2 separate regions of the Mus musculus genome follow, and region 2 is linked to region 1. The links are chromatin contacts, called in public HiChIP or PLAC-seq maps. All regions are on one chromosome and are shown on one strand. Each heading gives the region's core, a stretch centred on a gene start, on an enhancer-like site or on the middle of the called end of the contact. The rest is flanking DNA. Distances are from core to core; before and after follow the strand shown.

Region 1 (6,818 bases), core at 543-3,042:
CTCGGTTTCCTTATCTTTGAAATGGACACAGTAAAACTCATCCGTCACACAGGGAAGCTAGAAGGTTGAATTAGAACCAAAGCACTAGGCCTGCCCAATACCGGTTTTCTTCTTTGCTTTCCATCCAGTGTGAGGTCTCTAAAGAAAGAATCGTGAGTCTGTTGAGCAAGAACAGGCTGTGGGCAGAGACTGGGTCATGTCACAGACCTGCAGATGTCAGAAGACAAAGCTCCCATAGAGATCGTTTTTTCCACAGCATTCTCCCTCCCCACACACCATACTGGGGCACAGAGCAGAAAGGGATGTGTTCAAGGCCACTCCACTTGGCTGCGACAGACCAGGATCCAAGGCCTGCCAGTGTGCTCTCATGCTCTGTAGACTCTCTGCTAAAAAGTTACTTTGCTGGGGTTTTTTTTTTTTGGAGGGTAGTACAAAAGATGACCACAGACAACAGAGCCAAGCTCCCTAGCTTTACTCTGGGGCTGTGGCTAAGGTGAAGGATACACATCTCTCATGGCTTCCAGGGTGGGCGCTCTGAGGATGTCTCGGATGCCTATAACATTCTCATGGCGGAATCGCAGCAAGATCTGGATCTCCCTCAGCGTGCGCTGACAGTAGGTTTGATGCTCAAAGGGGCTGATCTTCTTGATGGCCACTCTGGTCTTGCGCACGTGGTCATAAGCTGAGCTGAGAGGGCCAGAGAGATGTGGCCTTACAAAGGGGGAATCCAGGCCTGTTGGCCCCACCCAGGTCTTGGCAGGGACTGGAGAGAGGAGGAGAGGGTTCTGGCCAAATGTAAACAATGCTGGCTCCTTCCTGCTGTGAAGGCCTGGGATCTCCAGGGGAAAGCTGGGTATCAGCCAGGCAGCCTTTCAGTGACTTCACAAACAGAGGAAGAGAGTGGCCACTCACCGACTTCCTTTCTCCTGGACCCTCTTACATTCTAGTTGCCCTCACCCTCCTCCCCTTTCCCAAGCTGGACTCTCTCAATCCCAGACAGGTCCAGGGGATAGGAGTTAAATGGAGAAAGTAGATGAAGCCTAGAGGATTCAGTAATGGGACAGGAGAGAAGAGATAAGGAGGGGCAGGCAGGTCTCCCTGTGCGGTTCCTGGGTCAGAGCTGCTCCCATAGGAACAAAGGCCCAGAGCAGAGCACACAGTGGGGCAGCGAGAACTCACAAACCCGTATACCACAAAATAAGGCACATTCTAGAGACCCTTCCCTACTTTGGGCCCCTAGCCTTGCCAGGGGCAGAGGTGCAAAGGTTTGCCCCACCCTGAGCTTTGCTCTCCTCTCTCAAACTCTCTGTCACAGCCTCATCAGGGGGGAACCAAGGCTCCCACTACCTGCTCGTGGGTCCCTCACTCCCCCTTCATCCTCTTAGCTCCACCTTTATCTCTAGGGTCCCCCAGGTGCCCCTCCCTTAACAATACAAGGTGGCTTCAAAGCCTCCAACCCCCCTCCCTGGAGAAAGTAGCGCCTAGTCCTCCAGAAGTCACTGCACGATACTTCCCCTGCGACACTCCCTGAGCCCCCCATGTCCCGAGCACACACCTGCTGTCCCTGCTCCGAAGCCCCCTCCCGGGACGCCCCCTCACCTGACCATGCCGTACGCGCCCTCGCCGATGTACTGCAGCTGCGTGTAGCGTGGGCCCACATCGAATGGCTGCCCCTTCACCACCTCCACCTCCCCGGGGACCACCGGGACGACCCCAGCAGTTCCCCTGGGCTCCCCGCCCCCGCCCCCCGGAGCCGCCGCCGCCGCCGCCATCTCCACTCCTCCCGCCTCCCCCCGCTGCCCCGCCCGCGGCCCCGCCCCTCCCTACCGCCCTGTCACCGCGGGGCCGCGCGCCAGGCTCCGCCCCCGCCCCCGCGCGTCCCGCCCCCGCGCCTGCCGGGCGAGCCTGCGCGGGCCCGAGACGTCACATGGTCTCCTGGGCGCGCACCCGGCTTTCCCGCCTAGTTACGCTGTTCCTTCCCTGCCTTGGCCACTAGGGTACTTTAGTCTGCCAAGAGAGTTCTGCAGCCCCAGGGGCCAGTGGCCCTCAGTAATGCTAAGGGAACCCACCCGGCTTACAGTTAACCTTTGAAGACCTGCCTCACATCTTTGTTTCATTTAAACAGATAGTGGTAATCCAGGCTAGCCCCAAAGGCTCTCTATGTGGTGGAGGTTGGCCTTGAACACATCCTCCTGCCTTTAGGCCTGAGCCATCATACAGATTCAGGATGCTACTAGGCAAGCATCCTACCACTGAGCCACATCTCCATCCTTTCTTTTCTCTCTCTCTTTCTTTTTTAAGAGGGTCTCTTGACATGGAACTGGCTGTTCCAGAACTCACTATGTAGACTAGGTAACCAGGCTGGCCTCAACATACTAACTCGCCAGTGCTAGGATTAGTTAGAAGCTGTATGTATCACCATGCCCAGCTTCCATAATTTCTTATTCGTTTATTTGCCACATTTATTAATTTTGTGTGTTGGAGCGTAAGTATGTCACAGAGCCTGTGTGGAGGTCAGAGGACATCTGATTCCTTCCACCATGTGGGTCCCAGGTGTCCAATTCAGGCTGTCAGACTTGGTAGGAGTGGGCCACCCTGAGTTGCTGAGGGAGTATATCTTACGTTTTATAATGAGGAAGCAATCTGGAGGGTGGTGGACGGCAGGCAGCACTGTGAAGCTGTGAAGTCGGTCCTGACTCCAGTGTGAAGACACAGGCCTGCAGGGGGGCTCAGGTGTGTGCTGAGGCCCCAGTGTCGTACAAATCCTCTGCCTGATTGCCCAGAGGACGTGCAACCCAGCTCACTTCACGGGAGAAGGAGGGAAAGGGTGGTAGCTGTGGACAAAGGTAACTAAATCAATTTAAATTCACTGTCACCTTTTCTCTGTCTCTGTCTGTCTCTGTCTTTCTGTCCCCCCCTCCCCCCACGCTGGGCTGGTAAGATGGTTGGGTAGGTAAAGATGCTTGCCAAGCAAGCCCAAAGATCTGAGTTGGATCTCTGGGACCTTCACAATGGAAGTAGAGAATTAGCTCCTGCAGGTTTTCCTCCAACCAACACAAGCATGCTATAGCATGAATGTGGACAGACACATATTCACACACAAAATAAATAAAATAGAATTTAAAAATTACGTGCATGTCTGCCTACAGGTATGTGCACATGAGTGCAGGTGCCCACCAAGGCCGGAGGAATCAGACCTTCTGCAACTAGAGTTCTAAGAGGTTGTGAGCCACCTGATATAGGTGCCAGGAATCAAACTTGGGTCCTCTGGAAGAGCGGTATGTGTTCTTCAAGGTTAACACATCTCTCCAGCACTAAGGATGTCATTTTTAAGTTTGGATTTGACAATCTGGAAAGATGGCTCAGGGATAAGAGCACTTACTGCTTCAGCAGAGACTCTAGGTTCAGTTCCCAGCATCCACGTGGCAGCTCACAAGCATGTAGCTCCAGGGCATTCAGCATCTTCTTCTGACCTTCGAGGGCTCCTGCATACACATGCTGCACTCAGGTACCTCTACACATTATTTACTTAATAAAATAATTAGATTTGACAAAAACAACCAGAACCCTGTGATCACTTGGAAGACCAAGGTAGGATGACTGTCAGTTTGAGGATAGCCTGGGCTGTACAGTGAGCTCCTGTCTCTAAAGGCTTGTTTATGTATTTTATGTATATGACTGCTCTGTCATCGGAAGAGGGCATTGGATGCCATCATAGATGACTGTAAGTCAGAATGTAGTTGCTGGGAACTGAACTCAGGGTCTCTGGAAGAACAGCCTCTTAGTCACTGAGCCATCTATCCGGCCCCAGGATCCTGTCTCTAAGTGCATAAATAAAATAAAAATCACTCCTTTGCTTCTAGGTTCCGTCTGGTCCCTGCAGATGGATGGCTAGGGATCATATCATGTTCATTATTGTACCTCCAGTGCCTGGCAGACCAATGTTAAGCATGTTTAAAATGTGTTCTGTTATTTAATGTTTGTGTGTCTGTGTTGTAAGTGCGTATGTGTGAAGGTGCTGTGATTACAGACCTGTAACATCATACTCACTTAAGTCTGAAATTCAAACCGACAGGGGTTTTTTGTTGTTTTTTTGTTTTGTTTTGTTTTGTTTTGTTTTGTTTTGTTTTGTTTTGTTTTTTTTGAGACAGGGTTTCTCTGTATAGCCCTGGTTGTCCTGGAACTCACTCTGTAGACCAGGCTGGCCTCGAACTCAGAAATCTGCCTGTCTCTGCCTCTGGAGTGCTGGGATTAAAGGTGTGCGCCACCACCGCCTGGCTTTTTTTTTTTTTTTTAAGATTTATTTTTTTTTCCTATGTAAGTACACTGTAGCTGTCTTCAGACACTCCAGAAGAGAGTGTCAGATCTCATTATGGATGGTTGTAAGTCACCATGTGGTTGCTGGGATTTGAACTCAGGACCTTTGGAAGAGAAGGTAGTGCTCTTAACCACTGTGCCATTTCTCCAGCCCCCATAAACTGACAAGGTTTGGCCCTGAGGGTATGGTGGGGTCTGTATGCTTAGCAAGGCTAGAGTTGTGATGGTGGCGTCATCAGATTTGGAAAGTCGGAGAACCCAGAACCAGGCATCTCAGTAGCCAGCAGCACCCACAGGATTTGGACCTGCCCTGGCCCCCGAGCAATCAATGAACCACTTGGCTCTCCACCTGTGCAGGCACACAAGCTAGAGCCACTGGAGAGGAGGGAACCTCAGTTGAGAAAATGCCTCCACAAGATATGACTGTAAGGCCAGGTAGTGGTGGCGCATGTCTTTAATCCCAGCACTTGGGAGGCAGAGGCAGGCGGATTTCTGAGTTCGAGGCCAGCCTGGTATACAGAGTGAGTTCCAGGACAGCCAGGTTTCTATACTGAGAAACCCTGTCTCAAAAAAACAAGCTGTAGGGCACTTTCTTAATTAGTGAGTGATGAGGAAGGGTATAGCCCACTGTGGGTTTTTCAGAATTGTGTGATACATACAGTTACACACAGTTGGTTGTGAGCCGCCTGATACGGGTGCTGGCAACTCAGACCCTCTGGGTCTGCTGAGCCGTCTCTCCCAGCCTGACACTTTTAAATGAATCAATCATCTAACATATGGGGAGTCTGAGAGTTAAGTTAGCTGACTTGAGTCAAGAAGGGGCCACTACTTGACTCAAGTACTTTTCACACAGAGACTTTTGCAGATGCCACACTGTCTTGGAACCATAGACGGCTCACATGGAAGCCACACTCTGGTGCTGCCATCCCACCTCATTTTCCAGAACTGAGTGATCCAGGAGCCTCACAAACACACAGAGCCTAGGCTTGTTTCTCTCCAGGGTATTGGGAAAAAGTGCTTGTACAAGTTACAGATCAAGAGACAATAGAACCAATCGTGAGTGTTCAGAGAGCCAAGCACTGTATGTAGCTCAGGTCAATGAGGCTGAGCTGCGGATTCCCCAGAGCTCCCACGTCACTAAAGTTTAAGAGGTACCGATTAGATCGATGACTTCTTTGGTAATTGCTTTGATAGGCTTAATTATATGGCACTTTGAGCAACATTCTGGGCTCGGCTAATGGAAGATTGCTGTATAATACAGGCTCTTACTGAAGACCTGGAACTTGCTGCAGTCAGACTGGCTGGATTAAAACCTCATGATAGGAGCTGTGATGGCAAATGCCTATAAACACAAATACTTAGGAGACTGAGGCAGGTTCAAGACCAAGTTGGGTCATATAAAGAGAAAATATATCAAAGGTAAACCCCCAAAAGCTGGAGGGGGGCAAGGTCACTTTCAGGAGAATTGGGGAGGTGGCCTTTTATTTCATTATTTTATGTATTTATTTTTGTTTTTAGAGGCAGAGTTTCTCTATGTAGCCCTGGCTGTCCTGGACTCACTCTGTAGACCACGATGGCTTCAAACTCACGCCTTGGAAGTGCTGAGATTAAAGGTGTGGGTCATCACCCCATGGCTGAGGAGGTAGCCTTCAGTCACTGAAACATAAGTGAGGTTGCAGAAGCTGGAAATGGAGAGAGGACGTCGAGGAAAGGGAACAACATATGCTAAGGGATAGAGGCAGGAGCCTATCTTGTCTGGCAGCTGCAGAAAAGGATCTACAGGAGGGCCAGGATAGCTCTAGAGGCAGCCCAGACTGATGAAGGTCTTAGCTTTAGGCAGACTTTGGACTTTGGATGCTCCTCAGGAAGTAGTGAAAGCCCTAGAGCGACTCTTGCCAGATCACATTGCTACTGCAGGAGGATATAGTGACTCAGAAAGTGGCGTGGGGTTCTGTTTAAGTGGGGTTTCTTGAGCAGAGTTTTCCTGTGCAAAGGAAAGGCTGGAGAGATGGGCGGGGCATGCCACCACCCTCAGGCCTCTGGGTAAGGAAGCGCGACTGCGCTCTCCCCCTAGTGGCTGAGATTGGAATTTCCTTTAAGGATCGGGCTGGGATTTTGGGATTTCTCAGACTCCTTTACAGACCAACATTTAACTAAAGTAGTGGGCGGTCGCCTTTAATCTCAGCACTTGAGAGGCAAAGGCAGGCAGTTCTCTGTGAGTTCTGGGACAGCTTGATCTACATAGCGAGTTCCAAGACTACATAAAGTGACCTCGTCTCTTTAAGGTATTAATTAAGGTAGACTGATCATCTATTCTCCACCTGTCACCTTCATGTATACCATCCCCTGCGATCCTCGCACCAGCCAAATGAAGGAAATGACGTTCACGTTTAGCTGGGGAAAAGCAGACATTGAAGTTCAGAGAACGAAAGGACCTGGGAACTGTGTTCTCCAGCAGCTCATGGGTAAGAGCGGTGATCTGAAAGGAAATGGTCCCCATA
Region 2 (7,675 bases), core at 486-2,985, 630 kb before region 1:
ATCTGCTGGGAGATCTGAAATCACTCTGGGCCATGGGAAGTCATACCTGCTCCATCTTTAAGTTTAGTACAGTGAGCAGAAACCTGATCTTGACCCAATGTATTTGCACCAAGACATAGAAGAAAGGCAGGGAAAATTATGGGTGCATGACAAAGGAAGATAGCCCCTTGTCCTGAAGTCTGGCTGAAGCGCCTCCCCAGTGAGAAAGAAAGAAATTTAGCAAATTAACATTTGCTGTGAATGATGCTGAGTACAGATAAGATTCCTTTCTTTTTTTTCTTTCTTTTTTCCTTTTTTTTTTTTTTTTTTGTTTGTTTTTTCGAGACAGGCTTTCTAGGTAGCCCTAGCTGTCCTGGAACTCATTCTGTAGACCAGGCTGGCCTCAAACTCTGAAATCCGCCTGCCTCTGCCTCCCAAGTGCTGGGATTAAAGGCGTGTGCCACCACTGCCCAGCCAAGATTCCTTTCATAGGTAGGTATTTTATATTAAAATAGCAATGAACCAGACTGAAAACCTGGATGTATATGACCGTGAGTAGGGCCTCATTCCTCTCTTGGATATTTCATGGGAATCTCACAATCTTCCCAGAAACTTTAATTCCTTCCTGGAAGTGAAGGGGAAAAAAAATCCAGATGGGCAGATGTAGAGTTTTAGAAGATTAGGTCGTGAATGTTCCGAGTGTCCTGGCTGATCAAAGACCAGCTCTATGATCTCAGACATGTGTCAAGGACAGTATTTCTCAACTACTTTGAGATGTGTAGACCAAGCTGGTGGAAACAACCTCTGAGACTGCTATACTTTCTAGCTTATTAATATTCTTCCTGCCACAGGCTTTCTGGGGCTCCACAATACACTGACCAGAAGAAAAACACCAAACACCTGTTAATTCCTGAGTCCAGCCATTGCTGGACCTCCATCTTGCTGACAGGGTTCAGGATCCCAGGCTGGAACTAACAACTATCCTGTGACTTTAGGTGTTTCATGTTTGTTATCCAGTAAAGGCTGTAAAGAGGGATGTTGCTGTTATTTGCTGTCTAAACTAAGGCACACAAGTCATAAATGTGCAGATTGCCCACTCCATTGTTCCCTTATCATTCTAAATTCCAGACCAGTCCAGGATGCGACCTGGCTGCAAAAGCTAAATCAAGGAACCTGAAACAAAGTGACGCTGATGAGGTCCAGTCACCAAAGTTAACTTCCTTGCTTAACCCATTGTGTGAAAGACTGACTAACGCAACAGTGCACCCAAGTCCCCCTTGCTTTGTGTTTTCATCCTATGAAAACGTTATATAAGCTCTGTTCCGGGATGCTGTTCAGCTCCCAAATTGGCCACTACATACGCGTGCACAGAAATAAAGCTTTCATTTTTAAACTTCTATCTCTGAAATGAGTTTTCTCAGATTCTACCCCAACCCAAAATTCACAGACTGCTTCCACCTAGCTTAACTTGAGAGTGGTGTGAACACACAGAATCTGTACCATTCCTCAACTGCACGATACTCGCGGTCCTGGAGTCCCCGCCCACATAGGCACGTCCACTTCAGTCTTGGTCTTAGATTGGCACTTGTAGACACTTTGGCCATTTTGGATGAGGGCTAGAAAACAATGACCCAGGAAATCCGGTGACGTAACCTTGGGCGGGACCCCAGGGATCAAGGTTCTTGTTACTCCCCGCCCCGCCCCGCCCCGCCCCGCCCCCACACGTTTATGCACAAATACTGCTACCATTTCTATGAGTTCATCACCACGTCTTGCATCTGTACCTGCTTCTAGGAATCTTCAATTTTCACCTACATTAGGGTGCTCACGGACCTGATATATGTCCTTTCTCAGCCCTGGTACCCCACCGCGGCAACCTAGGATCTGGCAGGCGATCCAGGGGACGCCAGGCAGATCACGGAACAGTGCGGGGAGTCCCCATGGCGCCGCGGATGGCCCCGGAAAGGGCCTCCGCTTGGCCTGCATTCCTTAAGCCTGGGACTGTGAGCTTCGCGGACGTGGCCGTGTACTTCTCCCCGGAGGAGTGGAGGTGTCTGCGGCCGGCGCAGAGAACCCTGTACCGAGAGGTGATGCGCGAGACCTATGGTCTCCTGGCCTCTCTGGGTGAGAACCTTCCTGGCCGCCTGGGTTCGCGTAGCCCTTGACACTGTGGGTCATGCGGTGGATCGGAGTTCCCTGGGTACGGGTGGTCGTAACAAGTGGGTCGACCTGACTCGTGGGGTTTGCTATCTTTCCCTCCAGAAGTCGGGGGCGACAAACCAGCGCTCATCTGCTGGGTGGAGGAAGAGTCCGAAGTGTGGGGACCCGGTGCCCAGGAGCCAGAGGTGGCCATGTGCAGGACAGAAGTCCACTCAGGTGAAGGACTGGGTACTTGCCTGGGGAAACTTCTGTGTTGCCAGCCTGTGTGGTGTCTTCTAGTGACTGCACTTACTGCCTGGCAGTTTCTTCCCTGTTTTTCTGTTTCTTGGCCAAAGCCATGATGGCTGGCCCCTGGATTCATCTGAAAAGGGTTCTGTCCAGTGCTCTCACCTCATATCTACAGGGTCACTAGGCTGTATAGGTTGTAGCCCCTCGTTCCCACTCCTCTGCTGCCATCTCTGTGACTGCGTTCTGGAGTCTCCTTCAGTTCTTGCTGTCCACCTCTGACAAGTGCTTAGCTCACTGCACTTGGGAATGGGGACCACACAGACACCTTTCTTTATGCTGCATCTGGACATCTGTGCACCACGCATGCTCAGATGCTGTGGCCTCTCCCCTCCTGTGCCCTGTTTCCATGTGGGGCTGTGGGAATCGAGGGGCAGTAGAGTCAGAGTCTGAGCTTTGTCATGGTCTCCCAGCAGATTGCAGGCACGAGAAGGAAGGGAAGAGACCAAGGGAAGAGACCAAGGCAACCAAGAAGATACTTTCTCCAGAAGCTGGGCCTATGGAGCCACGCCCCTCCTTTGCTTCCCCTTCTTGCAACTTGGAGCTGCTTTTCAAGAACTCTCAGCAGGGGCACCCCACTGTTGCGGTGCACAACCCTATCCTAAAAGCAGACCAGCGTCATGGGTGCCATGTGTGTGGGAAGAGTTTTGCCCACCAGTCCAAACTGGTGGAGCACCTGTACACTCACACAGGTGAAAAGCCATTTCAGTGCCCAGACTGCGACAAGTATTTCGGCCGGGCTTCTTCCCTGAGCATGCATCGAGCCATACACCGAGGGGAACGGCCGCATCAGTGTCCTGACTGTGGGAAGAGTTTTACCCAGCGGTCCACATTGGTGGCGCACATGTACACTCACACAGGCGAAAAGCCGTTCCATTGCCCTGACTGCAACAAATCTTTCAGCCGGCCTTCTTCCCTGAGCTCTCACCGGGCCATACACAGAGGGGAACGGCCTCATTGTTGCTCTGACTGTGGCCGAGCTTTCACGCATCGCTCTGGCCTCATTGCCCATCTCCGTGTCCACACTGGGGAGAAGCCTTACTGTTGTGCTGATTGTGGACGCTGCTTCAGCCAGAGCTCTGGGCTCCGTGAGCACCAGCGGGTGGTACACAGCGGTGTGACCCCCTTCACTTGCACTCACTGCGGCAGAGCCTTTGCCCGGGCCGCATATCTTCAGTGTCACATGCGCACCCACACGGGTGAAAAGCCTTATTCATGCCCTGACTGTGGACGCTGCTTTCGACAGAGCTCTGACATGGCAGCCCACAGGCGGACCCACAGTGGTGAACGACCCTACCCCTGCCCTCAGTGTGGCAGACGCTTTCCCACGAAGTCAGCTGTGACAAAGCACCAGTGGGTCCATAGACCAGGAGCTAAAGGCCATAAGGACAAAAAATTCAGTCAGTTATCTATATCCCTAGACCCTAGCCAAGAGGACCCGGATCCACCTGTGGGCTTCCAACATTATCCAGAGATATTCCAGGAGTGTGGGGGATGGTCTTAAAGGCACCAACATAGAGGGTGAAATATGTACATTGTTTGAGGCCCAGAGGGTTGAACCTATGGCATCTTCCTGAAGTCACAGACATTCTAGGTACTGCTGGTCTGAGCACCGGGTACAGTCTTCTAGGAGGTTTCCAGATGCATCTGCACACACTCCGGATGTACCGTCGTCCTGGCGTCTATTGGGCTGGGCTGGGCAACCCCACTAGAGCTCCATGAGAAGCGAGGGCCTTTTCCTGGCTCAGAAGTATTGAGGGGCCTGAGGATGAAGAGAGCCTCGTTGAAGTCATCGTGTCTTTAATGCAGAGGCTAAAGTTGATGGCTCTGTGTGGGTTGAGCCTGATGCATTCTCCGGGATTGAGTTACTTGTCAAGAGCCCGGCGTGGTGGTTCCTGCCTGTGATCCCCACACTGGGGAGGTAGAGACAGGAAGATCAGGAATTTGAGACCAGTTTGGGTCACCTGAGACTGCATCTAAAAATAAAGTTACAACTGTAATTAATTACAGTTTAAAAACCAAAGTATCTATGACATGTACCAAAGGCCCAAGTTTCTAGGTTCTCTGGAAAAAATCCAAAATATTCAGCCCAGCAAACAAGACAGAAGAGTTCTGTGGTCCATTCTCAGTACTACATACACTGTGTGTGCCGCTACATGCTTGCTTGCAGCACTTGGTAGCTGGTGGCACAAGGATGTTCTGAACTTTAAGGCTGCCCTCAGTTACAGACAGACAGACATGTGGGAACTAAAAGGGGGTGGGGGAAAGTGGGGGTGGGAGTGGGGGGGGAGGCTAGCCCAGGTCCGGCCAGAGTTACTCCTATGCTCTTGGCAGACTGACATGGGAGGACTGCCAGACGCTTTCAACTCAGCCCCAGGTGGGCATCTAAGCCACTGACCACAATCAGTAGGGGTGGACAAAGGGCAGCCCCGGAAGCCAAGGGGCCCCAGGGTGACACCCTGTGCCCCAGGGTTATGGGAGAAAGGGCTTAGGGAGAGAGGTAAACACGGGAGAGTCTGCGCAGCGGGCCTTGATGAACAGAGACAGTCTATGGTTTTAGAGCTTTAATGTAGAAAGGCAGGGGGAAAGAGAGAAGGTAGAAAGAGAGAGAGACGTGCCATGGACAAGAAGAGAGATGGGGGAAAAGGAGGGAGAGAAGAAAGGCTAGAGAGTAAGAGGGAGAGAGAGGAGAGTAAGAGCAAGAGAGTGAGGAGGGGCCAAGCAGCCCCTCTTATGGTAGGCTGCTATCTTTACTGTTGCTAGGTAACTGGGGAGGAGTTTAGCCTGAAGGTCAGAAGCTTGGGATATTGCTTGGGACCATGCTTCTCTTGAGGGGGATGACAGGCCCAAAACCTCCACAGGAGCCAGGGTACCAGGAGACATGAGAGAACTCCTTCTGTCCCATTTAGGTGAATTATCACCACCGGGTCCCAGGGTTCCACACCTCAGCTCGACTAGAGACCAGGCAGTCTGTGTATAGCCCGATGCCCAACACAGACAGACAGATAGATAGACACACACACAAACATACACACACACACACACACACACACACACACACACACACACACACACGAGGTTCAGATCAGATCACAGCTACAACTCCCATGATTTGATTTCAGTGTTGGAAGGAGAGAACCAGGTCTGGAAGACAGTGGATTTTAGGATTTTCTCAATCAAGGAGGGCTTGTATGAAATTGGATGGCAAAGAAGGAAAAAAACAAACAAACCCATAAACAATTTCTGCTCCTCATTTGTATTTTATGTTATGGCTTTTAAAGTTCTTCCTTGCCTATCACCTTGTTTGCCTTTCCTCTATGCCTGGGAGAGGAAGCAGCTTGAAGAATACTCCAAGTCAGGAGGAGGCTCCTGGGGCAGATATCTGACCCTACCCCAAGTGGGAAGTGGGCTGTGCTCACCCTGCCCTCCCACCCATCTCTATGTCTGCCTGCTAGTCAGGTTTTACATTTCCGTAGTCTTTTAAATGTAATATATTCATTCTCCTAGACAGAAGGAAAAATCCCTTCTTGTTCCTTCTGCTCCAGGAAAGCTTTTGTTTTATCCAACTTCATCTTAAAGACTGTTCATGTTGTTATCAATTCTATCTCTTTTATAAACTCATAAGCTACAGGAAACCCAATCAGATCTACCTCTCCTGGACCAAGTAGACACCATCCAGATAAGTACACCTGCCAAATCAATGGCCTACGTCCTCATTTACTACCTGTCTTAGTCAGGGTTTCTATTCCTGCACAACACATCATGCCCAAGAAGCAAGTGGGTGAGGAAAGGGTTGATTCAGCTTATACTTCCAAACTGCTGTTCATCACCAAAGGAAATCAGGACAGGAGCTCACACATGGAAGGAACTTGGAGGCAGGAGCTGATATAGAAGCCTTGGAGGGGTGCTGCTTACTGGCTTGCTCAGCTTGCTTTCTTACAGAACCCAGATCTATCAGCCCAGGGATGGCACCGCCAACAATGGGCTTACCATGTTGGATCTCGTGGAGGCATTTCCTCAAGAAATTTCCTAAGAAAAGATGTTTCTCTGCCAAATTTATTTAACTTTCATCTCTACTTGTTGTGTGTGAGTGTGAGTGTGTGTGTGTGTGTGTGTGTGTGTGTGTGTGTGTGTTTCAGCATCTTGTCAAGTCCAGCCATTTACTACATCTAGGACAGCTCCAGAGAAGCAACCCACCAGTGCTCCCATATTCTTTCACAGGCACAGATGCACCTATTGGACCTGCTCCTTCCTCTCTCTCCATAGATGGTTCTACAGACCCTGGACAGCAAGGAAACAGCCAACTCTGCTAAGACTGGACCGACTTCCCCATACTCATTTTCTTAGGGTTCCCAGACACATGTCACCCCAAAGTCAGCAGGAAGTAGTCAGACATCATGATAGTCAGACATCATGACAACCCTACTCCTGCTTCACCATCACCACTTTGAAATTTTCCCTTTTTAAAATTAAACCAAAATGTGGGAATGTTAACATTTCTTCTAGGCTCTGCCCCAGTTTCCTGCCAACAGCCATGACTCATTATAAAAGGGTCTGCTTGCTCCCTCCTTTTGCTCTCTTGCTCTCTAATCCTCTTCTGCTCTGTCCCTTCTCTCCCCATTCCCCTCCCCCCTTCTATATGTGTTCTACTCCTTCTCTCTGTCTCTCTCTCTTTCTCTCTCAATCCCTCTATCCTTCCCCCTTCTCTCCCTCTCTCTCTGTCTCCCTGCCTCTGTCTCTATTAAGCAGTCAACTCTCCTCCCCATGCCTTAAATGAACTCTGTTCTATACTGTACCATCGTGAGCTGGTCCCTCTGGAGGAATGGATGCCTGAGCATGAGCTCACAGAGGTACCCCATTCACCTACCCCACACTGTGCCTCCACCAACATATCCCTGGTTTCTTTGTCTTTTTTTATAAAGTACAAACAGCTCTGAATGATGACAAATAGGATAATATCCCTTTTGTAAGTAGGTATTTTTATATTAAAATAACAATGAGTCAGACTTAAAACCTGACTCTGAGTTGGACCTCATTCTTCCAGGGACTCTCACAAATGGCCCAGATATCTTAACTCCCTCCTATGAGTGAGGCAGAGAAATCCAGATGGGCAGGTGTACATCTAACCTTTTAGAAGATTAGATGGTCTGGAATGTCCCAGGTGTCCTGGCTGATCAAAGATCAGCTCTGTGATCTCTGATCTGTATCAGGAGCAGTCAGTATTCCTCAACTAGTTTGAGATTTGTAGACT

What was found. HiChIP or PLAC-seq counts read pairs in DNA pulled down with a chosen protein or histone mark.
Region 2: a contact with region 1 is called in an H3K27ac HiChIP or PLAC-seq map of embryonic stem cells, with 3 times the contacts expected there. The contact joins the promoter of E430018J23Rik here to the promoter of Mapk3 in region 1. A contact is called at or near these places in 1 of 484 Hi-C or Micro-C datasets (embryonic stem cells), 3 of 115 datasets of contacts at active chromatin or transcription factors (astrocytes, embryonic stem cells and microglia) and 1 of 9 other capture datasets (liver).

The regions. Positions count from the first base shown.
Region 1 is chr7:126,754,600-126,761,417 of GRCm38.p6, reverse strand. Mapk3 (mitogen-activated protein kinase 3) reads right to left here and starts at 1,792. Exons shown (of 9, transcript NM_011952.2): 1 at 1,600-1,792; 2 at 505-687. The coding sequence starts at 1,772.
Region 2 is chr7:127,387,681-127,395,355 of GRCm38.p6, reverse strand. E430018J23Rik (RIKEN cDNA E430018J23 gene) reads left to right here and starts at 1,735. Exons shown (of 3, transcript NM_198011.2): 1 at 1,735-2,103; 2 at 2,242-2,355; 3 at 2,841-4,520. The coding sequence starts at 1,920. The coding sequence ends at 3,928. It also overlaps a transcript of Zfp764 not described here.